Linked DNA regions of Mus musculus: regions 1 and 3 are each linked to region 2. Evidence: chromatin contacts called from public Hi-C and promoter capture Hi-C data. All regions are on one chromosome and are shown on one strand. The core of a region is the stretch at or near the end of the contact, and the rest is flanking DNA. Distances in the headings are between cores, read along the strand shown. Region 1 overlaps Cep170 (centrosomal protein 170). Region 2 holds the start of Adss (adenylosuccinate synthetase, non muscle). Region 3 has its middle 11 kb from the start of Gm26104.

Evidence for each region. Promoter capture Hi-C pulls out the DNA fragments that hold promoters and counts their contacts. Hi-C and Micro-C count contacts between places; a contact is called where the count stands out from the background.
Region 1: a contact with region 2 is called in a promoter capture Hi-C map of pre-B cells. The contact joins the enhancer-like site here to the promoter of Adss in region 2. A contact is called at or near these places in 10 of 39 promoter capture datasets (the C10 cell line, the HPC-7 cell line, HPC-7-derived erythroid cells and 5 more), 2 of 484 Hi-C or Micro-C datasets (bone marrow-derived macrophages and embryonic stem cells), 4 of 115 datasets of contacts at active chromatin or transcription factors (the 230-238 cell line, double positive thymocytes, extraembryonic endoderm stem cells and 1 more) and 1 of 9 other capture datasets (macrophages).
Region 3: a contact with region 2 is called in a Hi-C map of B cells, with 12 read pairs. The contact joins the enhancer-like site here to the promoter of Adss in region 2. A contact is called at or near these places in 10 of 39 promoter capture datasets (the 3T3-L1 cell line, the C10 cell line, the HPC-7 cell line and 4 more), 2 of 484 Hi-C or Micro-C datasets (B cells and pre-B cells), 4 of 115 datasets of contacts at active chromatin or transcription factors (the 230-238 cell line, astrocytes, embryonic stem cells and 1 more) and 2 of 9 other capture datasets (adipose tissue and macrophages).

The regions. Positions count from the first base shown.
Region 1 is chr1:176,730,581-176,734,635 of GRCm38.p6, forward strand. Cep170 (centrosomal protein 170) reads right to left here. Exons shown (of 20, transcript NM_001099637.2): 20 at 3,073-4,055. Among named protein-coding and RNA genes, the nearest start is that of Gm26104, 32 kb to the left of the region's middle. Within about 2 kb of position 2,466, at least 51 of the 459 cell types and tissues checked have an H3K27ac peak or open chromatin away from gene starts, as enhancers often do. A contact at or near this core is called in the 230-238 cell line, double positive thymocytes and pre-B cells, where this site is marked.
Region 2 is chr1:177,794,396-177,798,768 of GRCm38.p6, forward strand. It overlaps Adss (adenylosuccinate synthetase, non muscle), which reads right to left and starts at 2,114. Exons shown (of 13, transcript NM_007422.3): 1 at 1,817-2,114. The coding sequence starts at 1,999.
Region 3 is chr1:176,709,886-176,714,088 of GRCm38.p6, forward strand. No RefSeq gene overlaps it. Among named protein-coding and RNA genes, the nearest start is that of Gm26104, 11 kb to the left of the region's middle. Within about 2 kb of position 2,731, at least 2 of the 459 cell types and tissues checked have an H3K27ac peak or open chromatin away from gene starts, as enhancers often do. A contact at or near this core is called in B cells, where this site is marked.

The DNA of each region.
Region 1 (4,055 bases), core at 1,216-3,715, 1.1 Mb before region 2:
ATGTCAATTGGTGTTTTTCTTAAGAGACTCAGTATACAATCATGGACTGGCAATGGAGCACAGATATGGCAGTTCACCCATGCATCCTGTGGCCAACTCAAGTCTGAGGAACTGGACTGAGTGCAGTGGGACTTCTTTTGGTTACCGAGGAGGCTCTACTCAAGAAGGAAGTAGGCAAAGTCAAAGCTCTGGAGACTTGGGGGTGGGGCATAGAAGCTGTAAACAAAACGATGTAACAGTGTTTGTATTAATCTCATTCAAAACTTTTTTTTTTTTTCAATGAAAATCTATTGCCACTACCCTGAGTATTGTAAAGTGACACTGGAACCCCTATGCTATTTGTATCTGCAAGAAGCACTGGCATTAATTCCTCCTCCTCCCACCTCCAAGTAGTTTTAGCTGCATCTCACCTAGTCCCAAGGGATAGTTCCTCTTAATTCACCTTGTCCAGGGATATGTGGGAAATGCTGCAAGCACATTTCTGGTGACAGCCTTGATCCAGGGCTACCAGTTTTCTGTCACAGTTCTGGCTTTCACTTTTAAAACAAGAGGTAGTTCCTCCACAGACAGAGCTCTCACCATTCAGCTCTGTAGGACTCAACATTCAGCTCTGTAGGAGCTGGTTCACTCTTTCATCTGTTTATAAGAAACAGCAGGATTTCCGGCTTCTGTTCCAAAAGAAGGACTTTTTCTGGGGCTGGGGCTGTGGCATGTAAGGGTGGTTGAGTATTGGGTCAGCTTGCTCAAGTTTAGCAGCTCTTTAAGTTGAAAACTAGTGGTGGGTGACCATGAACAATCTGAATACATAAGTCAAATCCTAATTGGACTACTGGGGAAACTTATCCTCTCTCTCTCTTTCTTCTTCTTTTTTTTTTATGTTTTTTTGTTTTGTTTTGTTTTGTTTTTGTTTTTGTTTTTTTCAAGACAGGGTTTCTCTGAATAGCCCTGGCTGTCCTGGAACTCACTTTGCAGACCAGGCTGGCCTCGAACTCAGAAATCTGCCTGCCTCTGCCTCCCGAGTGCTGGGATTAAAGGCGTGCACCACCACCGTCTGGCAAAACTTATTCTCTTATTGCAGGTTCCTTCATCTCTAACAGAGAAACTCAAGAGTCGTGGGGATAATGCAGCTAACACTCTTGGTAAACTGCCCAACAGGGCCGTACTCTTTTCTACATTTGTGCCTCAACTACCTCAAATATGAAGCAGTTGAATTAAATGTAATATCTGCCAATTCTAGATCTAATACTACATACCTTAAAACTACAAACGTCCATCCACTTCAGAATAGGACTTTGCAATAGCTTGAACAGTATGGTGAAACTAAGAAGATTTCAGGGAACAAATGTTTACTGCATGTTTCCGTATGCATATGAGCAATGCAGAGCAGTGAACATTCCAACAAGCAATGGCTCCAGGTGGCAACATCAGCTACATATAGGCATCAGCAAGGGACTGGCTTTATGGTTTGGGAAACTGCATTTGGAAGGGAGGGGGGGGGGGAGAAGTGATTTAGCTCGGCTCAGGGAACTTAAACAAAACTTTGAATATACAGCTATGAGGCTCAGATATTCCTTCTAGATTCCTGTTGTACTGGCCACTCTCACATTCAAATAACATAAAGGTTTCCCAAACTTAGACATGTTGTGGACTATTTCCTGGAGATCTGTAATTTGCATGCAACTACAGGTCCAACAGAGTATCTCAGACATGGGTGGTACCACCACAGCTCTGGGGAGCCTCTGACCGTGTTTAAGACCTAACTGGACTGTGGCATAGCAGGTGTCAGTGAATCAAGAGCACACAGGAAAGCAAACAGGGAAGAGAAGGGCTACAAAGTTCCTACAACCTGATGAGAATGAAAATGAATCAAAAGGAATCTGAGCATACAGAGCAGTGTGTATTCCCTTTAAGATCAGCCAAGGGGCAACAGGAGTATGACTTATGGTACTAGAGGAAAATGGGCTTTTCACCCTCTCAGTGTAGGATCAAGGACCGTTTACTTCTGATGAGTATACTGCTTAGTATGTTAAGACAGTAGCTACAGAATGGATTAGGTCTGGGCAAAACTGAATCTGATGGGTTAGGCGACTTCAGTGAGTTTATATATAAGAACCTTGCAGTGTTTTTGAAGCATTATTTCATAGTCCCTTGAACTACAAGAACCTTAGATAAGATGAAGCTCTCATTTTATAGATCAGAGTTGAAGGACCACATTCACAGGAATAGGTCTGGATCTCAAAACATTCAACTGAAATCCCTCAAGAGTTGTTCCTGCCAGAGACACAGCAAACAGGTCCAAGGACAAGAAGGAAGTTAGAGGATGCAGAAGCTGAACAGGATGTCTACCCTGGAAAAGACAAGGCCAAGGACACAAAGGAAGTTCAATGGCACAGAAGTATGGCGTTCTACCCAGGAAACACCTGCAGTGACGTAAGAGAAGTACATACACATGTGTCATATGAAGAGGGGAAATGAAAGTATACAAGACACTTGCTATGGTATCAAAGAAGGAAGTTTTGTGAAGATGTAGGTAGGGTCTGAGGAATGGCAGGGCTGTGGGTAAACAGTGCAGGGTGGAAGAGCAGGCAGAAATTATACTGAGAAGCAGCATGTAACAGGGTTAGAATATGGAAAGCCACACAATCAAGCTGTGAAATTCTTGCTATTGATTAATAACGGAGACATTCAAGACTCTTGAGACCCACTGAGAATGAAAAAAAGTCTAAATTGATATTTTTTAAATTGAAGATGTTCAAGATATTTAAACTTCTCCTTTGTTTCCCCGATATACTACTGTCAGAAAGCTTTTGGATGACTCAAGGCTGACTACAAATAACTTGTGTGTGTGTTTGTGTGCATGCATGTGTGTGCTTGTATGTGCACATGCACACATCCATGAACATATGTTACACTAGAGTATTAAGCTATTGTATTACATTTGTTAGTAATCCATTAAGAATACTGTTTTGGATGATCATATAGTTATTAAAACTGGAAGGTTCCTTTATAAAAAGTTGTTTGGTAAATTTATAAATGAAAATATATCACATGGTAAAAGACATGAAATCTATGATCATTGCATAAAGTTCCAGAAACACTTTATTTAAAAATGGAGTTGTAAATGCATAACAAAATAAAGTAATAAATGTAACAAAAATAAATAAGGAGAATGTATTCATATAAAATAAAAATAACATAGTAAAAGGCCAAATGTTTATAATTGAACAAAACTGTGTAAACAAACAATAACGTAAGTAGATAATTTAATACCTTCTTAGACTCCTTATCTTGTATTCTTCATGTAGATAGACTCAGTACCAAACGTTAACTAAAGGGGGGAACAATCATGATTATTATGCATAACTTTTTCTTGAAATGGACTGACCCTGCTTCGATGTTTTGTTTGTTCCTTCAAAGCATCTCACTTCCCTTTTACATTTGTTAAAATCCTTTTGAAGTTTTACTTCATGAGAGCTGTGAATTTAGCTTTACAAGGAGAACAAATCCTTTTCTGTTTTTTAATTTAAAGAAAAATATGAGATCCATTACACAGCAGACTTATGTTTTACATCTTACAAAAACATTTTGCATTTTTATTAACTGATCCAACATCATAGGATTTCTTAGATCCTAAAAAAAAAAAAACCTTGAAGAGCAGTTACCTTTTCCTTAAAACAAATGTAGCGTAGGTTATTGCTAAGATATCAAAGACCACATCACAAAGCTGCAGTTTACTCTTTATAGACTTAGAGCCTTTGAGTAAATCCAGGCCTATTAATATATTTAAAAGAATTAAGATTCACCCAAATTATAGTGTTCTGGAAACACAAAAATAATTCCTTTATTTAAAAACTTATTGAAATGTGAGCTTACTGGAAAGAAAACAAAACAGTAACAAAAACCAAGTTTAGAGAAGATATTTTTCACAGGCTTTCTTTTTAGTAGCGATAAGCCCAAAGCCTTAGTCGTTGTTGCTGTCTTGCAGGGTCCTTACAAATGTGTAAGACTGACAAAGGGTTACTATGGACCTACAGGGAAACACAGAAGCAATTCAA
Region 2 (4,373 bases), core at 864-3,363:
CATCACAAAAGAGAAATGCTACAGGGTCAATGGTGCCATTAAGAACTTGGGAGGCAGTTCCAGGCCACCCAGGACTACAGCTTGAGTTCCAGGACAATACAGTGAAACCCTGTCTCAAAAAAAGAAAAGGAAGGAAGGAAGATAGATGCTTAAAGTCTATTCTTTACCTTCTTACAGCTAATGAGATTAGTAAAAATTCTAAAGCACACAAGAACAAAATGTAAGGACTATGTAAGTAGTAAGGAGTTTATAAGAGTGAGAAGTCTGACCATTTACTTCTCGGCTGGCCTCCTCCTCAATCTTTCCTCTGGGGATTCCAGAGTCATCAGATCAGACTGATACATGACCTCCCTCAAGAACACTTTCTTGGTAACATAGTAACACCGACAGTCTACAAACTGATTCTATAACTTTTTAAAGGTCTATTATTTTGAAACCCTTTTAGAGAAGTGCCACAACGGCTTTGTACAACCACACACTACTCCTCGACGCAGCTGGACCTGTGCACATTTTCAAGTAAAAAAGCAAGCAGTCCTCAAGTCCATCCTTCTGCCCCGCAAGAGTTTAGGCGCTTTGCTAAATCTTCAGCCCAGCTACCAGATCTGATTTTAAAAGTGAAAGGTGAAGGCTGGGCTTTGGATCACCTCCTAGGCGAGTCAGATTCCAGGCCAACACCTGTGAGAGCACCATTAAATATGCATGTTGCCAGACAAGCTGCTGGAAGAGAAAGAACCTGTGAAAGAACCCTGTGAATTGAAGAATGGTGGTAAAGCGGCAGTTGGAGCAATAGGGCTCCACACACAGTAAAAAGATGACCCAAGTCAAAGCACCTGGCCTTTTACAGGCCGGTTTCTTCATACGTTTCAATTTTAGGTAAAAAAGCTTTCCACGATTAGCCTAGACCACAAGGCACCCCCACACAAAACCATGTACCTTCAGGGAGAAAAAAATTCTTACAATCTAAATACGCCACCATTAACTTCCAACACTGCACCTTGTTTTGAATGTGGGAACTGCTCATTTATTTTGAATTCTGAAACGGGGATGATAGTTTTCTGAGAGCCTTTTTCAAAGGCCTACCCTCTAGGCTGCTTCAAAGCAAATGACTAATAAGAAAAAAAAAAAAAAAAAAAAAAAAAACTAACACTAAAACCCACGTGTCTCCGGGTAGGAAACACTGGATTTCCTGAAAGTCAACTTTTTATATTACCGAAGCATTGTAAACATTTCTAAATTATCCGACTTGAAATCTCCGTATTTAGTTGCCTCACACTCACTTTTCAACTTACTGGGGATTCCTTAAGGACCGGTGAGTAATAAAAACAGATCTCCCCTTAATAGTAGTCTATGAAATACGAGTTAAAAACAAAAAACAAACAAAAGCACCGGAGGGCCCCAAACAGTCTCATCGCCCCGTAGCGGATTCTGCTATCAACAAAGTGGACCGATGGAGGCGAGGTTCTGCGTGCCTAAGCCTGTAGGTAATGCAGTGCTGAATCTCGATTTCAGGGAAATTGGGGAAAAGGACCCTTCCTAGTCCGCGCCGGCGGGTGGGCCTGGCCGGGTCTAGCCAGAGTCCCGAGCAGGCCTCGGGCGGAAGCTCCCTCAACTCTGCCCGCGGCGCACCGCCAGCCCAGTCCCCAGACCCCGAAATGCAGCTCCAACATCGCGCATCTTCCAGGTTCCTCCAGAGTCACCCGGAGCGTCACCGGAGACTCCAGGGCAGGGGTTCCCCGCAGCTCCCAGCCCGAGGGACGCACCTCAAGGTGACACCTCACCGCGCCGGCCGTCCCAGAAAGGGCCCGGCTTCCCTCACCTGGCAGCGGCACACGATGTCGGCGTCCTGCGCCAGTAGATCCACCACCTTCCCTTTGCCCTCGTCGCCCCACTGCGCTCCCAGCACCACAGTCACCCGGTTCCCTCCGGACCGCGCCCTGGGGCGGCCACAGTCGCCGTTGGGCAGGGAGGTGGCCGCCGGGCTGCTCTCGGAGATCGACATGGCTCCCGGCAGGGCAGAAGAGCCTTAAGGAGACGGGGCAGGAGAACGGAACGTGAACCCAACTGCTGCGCCGCCACCAGCCACATGCGGAGGAAGAAGGAGCCAGAGGCCGGCCCCGCCCCCGCCCCGAGGGCCGCCACCCTCTCTCCAGGCCCCGCCCCGCGCTCCGCCGCCCGCCCGCTCAGGGCGGGACCACACTTGGCGCAGGCCGAAGCCTCTGCGCGGCCCGCAGGCGCCACGGCCTCAACTGCCGCCACCCCAGGGCGGAGGCCACACCCCATCCCCGGCTTGGCGCGCTGCTCCGGGGAGAACCGCGCGAGAGCGGAGGCCAGGGGGCGGGGCTAACGGAGAGTTCCGCCCTCTGTGCCCGCCCACCAGCCTCTGGCCTTTCAAACTCGCGGTAGGGAAGGGGGTGAAAGAGTGTGGAACTACAATTCCCAGCATGCAATGCTCTGTGAGATGGCCAAGGCATGGCACCACAGTGTCAGGGTTGGCTGGTTTCGGTCTCTAAAAGCCAATTTGGTTTTCTGTGTCTAAACACTTGGGTATCTTAAAGAATGAAATACCCTTACAAAATGTAAACTGGGATTTAAAAATATGTGGAGGCTGGAGTGGAGCCGAATAAATTTAGAACTGAAAAGGGACTAAAAGTGCAAACTAAAAGCAGTAAAAATGAAATCTAGAGATAGCATCCTAACTCTTCCCATTTTTACAGTATCTGGGGCACAAAGATGAGTCAATTGCCTATGTCATATCCGAATGTACCTGGGTTATTTGATCCCCACAACCTTAAAGTTTACAATATTTTGTAAAATACGTTCGTTCTACAAAACAATTTCTCTTCTCCCATTTTTTCTCTGTTGAAGTGTTGGAGATCAAATTCAGAACCTTGTAATTTGATGCGAATACTGTACCACTGAGTTATTCGCCCCCCAGACCTTCGAACTCTTAAATAGCTTATCAGTTCCTCTCATGGGCGTTAAAATGGTACTTTGGACAGTTTGCAGATTGAGTAAGCCTAGGTGCTTCTCAGTGTTTTAATTGTAACTGATTACAGAGTGTGCCTATTGTCTATCTAATGTGGGTTTATCTATGTATTTATTTACTTATTTATATTATTTGTGTGTGAGAGGTCACATACCATGTTGTGTGTCTGTCTGTCTGTCTGAAGGCCAGCAGAGGGCCTCAGATCCCTGGGAGTCAGAGCAACAGGTGGTCGTGAGACATCTGAAAATACAGCTGTTCTCAACCTATGAGTTGAGACCCCCTTAGGGAGTCAATCAACCCTTTCACAGGGACTGCATATCAGATGTCATATCTGTTAGGTATTTACATTATGATTCACAACAATAGCAAAATTACAGTTATAAAATAGCAGTGAAGTAATTGTATAGTTGGGGGATGGGGCAACCACAACCTGAGGAACTGTATTAAAGGGTCACAGCATTAGGAAAGTTGAGAACCACTGAGACAACAGGTGCTAAAGAGGGAATCCAGATGCTCTGGAAGAGCAGCACGTGCTCCTAACTACTGAGCTGCCTCTCCAGCCCTGATCTAATGTTCTCACTGCAACCCAAACTGTGACATTAAATTTTGGTAAAGGAAATAATTGCTTTGAAAAAAGACTAATAATAAAGAATGTAGCTCATTGCTTGCTAGCACATGTAAGACCTAGGATTTAATACTCACCATTACAAACAAATCCATATGGCATAGAATCATATCCTGTGTGCTGTCTCCCAGTGTCCTGATCACCGAGCATCTATAAAGTCCAGTTTTACATTGCATAGTTCTCCTACTCATATACTAATCAGACCAGTCTCTGCTTGAATTCTATGGTGGGCAGGGTTTCAGGTGTGATTATAATAGGAGTACTTACTGTACCAGTACTGGTCTTATCATTAAGTACGGAGAATCTATGCTATACTAAGACCTCTGAGCACAGGTAACACAGTGAATCAAGATCACCAGTTGGGACATGAACGGTGATCTACTACTTCTGTTCTCCTGGTCCTGACTTCTCCCCCCCCCCCCCTTGGTAGCCATTTTAAAAGTCTCTCCACTTTGGTTAAACCATGCCAACTGCCTTGAAACCACAGGAGTCAGCAATAGAGAACTGAGGTCATTTGTTTTTCTGGATTCTTGCCACAAGTCTCTAGAGCCTGATAGTGCCTGGCCATCCAGAGTACTTCTTAATCATCCCACATGCTTGACTACTCATTTGGGAGTCCTTGCTAAGGCCAATTTGAGGGCCAAAAGAGGAAACCTATCAACATTCCCCTTGTTGTGACCATAAAAAAGAGAAAGAGCTATAAGAATATGTTCTGGCAGGGTGTGGAGGAAGGGGGTTATTCAGTGGGCCCAGGTGGAGGCA
Region 3 (4,203 bases), core at 1,481-3,980, 1.1 Mb before region 2:
AGGTATCCATTGCAGATAGCTTCTTGATTAGGAAGGGAAACTTGTATCCATTTCCCCTCTCTCAGAGCTGGGAACTGTCTGCCTTGAATGTGTGCAGATTCTGTGCATGCTGCCGTATCTCTGTGAGTTCATATGTGCATCAGTCCTGTTGCATCTGGAGGACAATTTCTTTAGAGTCATCCACCACCTCTGCAGTTTTCTGTCTCCTCATCCTGATCCCTGAGTGAAGAGTTTGATGAAGACATGCTATTTAGGAATGAGTGCTCCAATGTCTCTCACTCTCTGCATATCGTCCAGTTGGAGGGGTCTCTGTGTTAATTCCCATCTAAGAAAGAAAAAGTGAGTGAAACACAGATATGTGTCCGAAATCCCTTTCTTTTATTAGATTTTAAAGGAATAACTCCAGGACCATCAGACTATAATCTACAGTGGAGGCTTGCGGAGGGAAGGGGAAAAGCCACACTGTTTAAGTGGCCACGAAGGTTAGACACCATGGCCAACAAGCAACCACAGGATGGGGCAGAGATGTGGAGAAAGAGTGAGGAAGCCCATCATATTGGGGGAGGGGATGCCAAAGTGTTAAGGAAAACATGCTGAGAAGAAAATCAGAAGAGAAGGAAACATTACAGGAAAGTAGGCAAAGTTAATGCCCAACACTAGGATAAAAGTTGTCAGTAGTCTGAAATTCAAATGTAAGCAGGCATCCTGTGTTGTTCACCCAGGCTAACAACCTGCAGAGACCCCTCTCTGGGTACACCTTCAAGCCCTGTCCTGTTCCTTCCCAGCACTGTCCTGGAGAGGGACTGAGAAGGCAGTGTTACGCAAACAGTCATCTAAAAGGGAGATGATTTCTGTCACCGTTTGAAACAAGCTTAGGGTTATTGTTTCCACTCCAACCTGCAATTGGTGCTCCTGTTCATTATAAAGAAGTGTGGGGCTGTGTTCCCCTTTGTATAGTCTAAACATACATTTGAAAATATGTATGTGGGACCAATGTGTGTTGTGTGCACGTGAATGTGCCAGTGTGCATGCTCACACAGGGGTCAGGGGTATTTTCTGTCACTCTTGCCTTATTCCTTTTAAGATAAAATCTCTCACTGAGCTTGAGGCTCACCACTTGTCTTCACTCCCAATATCTAGAATTACATCACACACATAACCCTATGCCCACTGCTTTATATGGATGCTGGGGGTGGGGGTTAAACTCTGTCTTCACATCTGCAAAAACAAGAACTATTTCCTACTAAGCCATCTCTCCAGCCCTTATTGTGGCCTAGTATCCTGCTACACTGGCTGAAAGGAGTGGTGTAGAAATAACACGACAGAGACAGGAGAAAGCTTGTTCTTTCTTGAGAGATACCTGGGATAGTGACACACTTCACAGGCCCTGTATAAGTGCGTCTCTGTGGCTCCATCCCTTCCTATCATGAAATGGTGAGACTTCAGGCTGCAGCTTGTAGCACATGCAGGTGACGATGGGGGACTTGAGCAAATTCCTAAGGGAACAGTACAGTTAAACCCAACAACTCAAGTTTCCCTTAAGTGAAAACACCACAGGCTTCCCTGCAGGAAGGCATTCTGTTTTCTAAGTCACAAAGCTTTTATGAAGACTAATAAATTAATGTTGTCAGTGGTGACTGGGAACTTTGGAAAGCTATGGCGTGTTTTAGAAATAATTATTGAGATATTTAGTATGGACCCTACAAAACAGAAATACGAACTAGAAGACTCTTATGAGGCACATTGTGGAACTGAAGAATTGGGCTTTAGGGTTTTTTTATACTGACTGAAATGTCATAGCTGAAAAGGACTAGTGACCACATTTTATGTACCATAACATTAAAATAATCATCAAATAGAAATTTTTTAATAGGCAAAGAATCCAACCTATGGCATAGTCCTAGTAATAACAAGAGCCATGACATCACATTATAATTATAAATATTTTAATACCTGGAATAGAGCTTGCCAAAAAAAACCGCATTTGCTTTCATACAACATATTCTGATCACACTTCCTCCTTTCCCCAGCTCCTCCCAGATCCTTTGTATCCCACCCACCCAACTCCATACCTTTTTTTTCTCAAATAACATATTTCTCCTAAGACATGTGGAATTTTTTTAAAGGTTCTGGCTTTTTTGTTTTTTTGTTTTGGTTTTGGTTTTGGTTTTTTTTTTTTTTTTTTTTTTTTTTGGTTTTTCGAGACAGGGTTTCTCTGTATAGCCCTGGCTGTCCTGGAACTCACTCTGTAGACCAGGCTGGCCTCGAACTCAGAAATCCGCCTGCCTCTGCCTCCCGAGTGCTGGGATTAAAGGCGTGCGCCACCACGCCTGGCTAGACATGTGGAATTTAATAAAGTATTAGTTTAAACAAACCAAAGCAGTGTCTGTCACATATTTAACATGACTGTGCATTATACATATCTGAAAATAGGACGTCAATGCATATCTTTTCAGTATTTACCCCAAACTTATTTATTTCCTTAGATTCTTTTTATCCACAGAGTCTATATTAGTATTTCCTGAAAATGTGTCAGGAGATACCACGAAAGTAGTTTGGGAAATATCAGTGCTGGATAAAAAGACACAATGGAATTTAAATATTGAACCTATACAGTACTACATTTTAAAAAATATTTATTTTTATTTGTATGCATGTGTATGTATGTACATTTGCATGTAGTGCCTTCAGAATCCAGAAGAGGGCAACAGACACCTCCACTTCTGAAGCTAAAGCGCCAGATGTTTGTGAAATGCCTCAGGTACTAGGAACTCATATCCTCTGTCAGAGCAGCAAGTGACTTTAACCACTAAGCCATCCATCCCCACAGAACTACTTTTGAAATGAGTCTATACTAGCGTCTTGTGTAACTGAAGAATTAGGCTTTAATTTTACTTATTTGTTTGTTTGTTTGTTTTTTATTGCTTGAAATGTAAGCACTGCACAGGACTGGAACTTAAGGCTGTTTGTTATTTTGAAGTTGGTGTCTTCTTTGATCACAAGCCATACTTCTTAGCCCTCAACCACCTCACCCTGTTATCATTTGTGGCTGTGCTTAATAGAAAGTTTTAATTTAAAACCTAAAACAGTTAGTTTAAATTTTTCTTTAAACATGAGTATGTTTTTATGTTGTTCTGTTTTTTTTTTCTTGTTGTTTTTGTTTTTGTTTTTTTTTTTGTTTTTTGGTTTTGGTTTTTTTTGGTTTGGTTGGTTGGCTGGTCATTTTGTATTGGTTTCTCTGTGTAGTTCTGGCTGTCATCAAACTCTCTCTGTGGACCAGGCTGGCCTCAAACTCATAGAGATCCTCTTGCCTCTGTCTCCCAAGTTCTGGAATTAAAGGTGTGCACCACCACTGCCAGCCAGAGCGTATTTTTAAAGGGTTTCTTATAGAAGAAAAAAATGGAACACTCTTCAGATATAATGATTCAAAACAAGATCTTGTCATTATGTGTTTGTAGACATTGGTTTATAGTCATAGTAATTAATGAAAATAACTAAAAATTTCAAACTTTTCAGATGGAGAATACTATCTAAATTTTTGTGTTTTATTTTAGTTATAAAAATATCAAAAAATTGTAGCTTGTATATATCAATGACTTTACTTAGCATCAGAGCTTTGGGTATATTTGTATATGTGTATTTTAGAGGTTGACTTGTAATTAAAGATACTTTCAGATTAAGCAGATTTAACATGGAAACCTTTATCCCTGAAGTAATTTACCTATAATTTCTATTTCTACCAAGATGCAGTAACATAGGCCAAATTTATCATTCCCAAGCAGCAGACACAACATACAAAGCAGTAAGTTTCATATGTACATAGACATAAAGGAGGGTGATTGAGAGGCTCATGCAGATATGTTCTAAAATTGTCCCCATTTCTTCCCCAGAGGGAGTTTCCGGGTTTGGCCTAGAGAGAAGGCTTCCTTTAAGGCCTAGCAAGATCAGAACTTGGTATCCAGGCAGCTAATGTTTACAAAGTATACAGGGAAGAGAGAACTTAACAGAGACGGTGTGTGTGTGTGTGTGTGTGTGTGTGTGTGTGTGTGTGTGTGTGTAAAGATGCCTGGAGAGCCTTCTTCTGAATCCTGAGAATACATTTCTAAGGAAAGGATCCTAGGGTCATTGTCTAGGAATACTTTGGGTTTTTGCTCCCCCTGGTGTTAATCAGTTTTCTGTTTCTATGACAAAATGCCTGATATA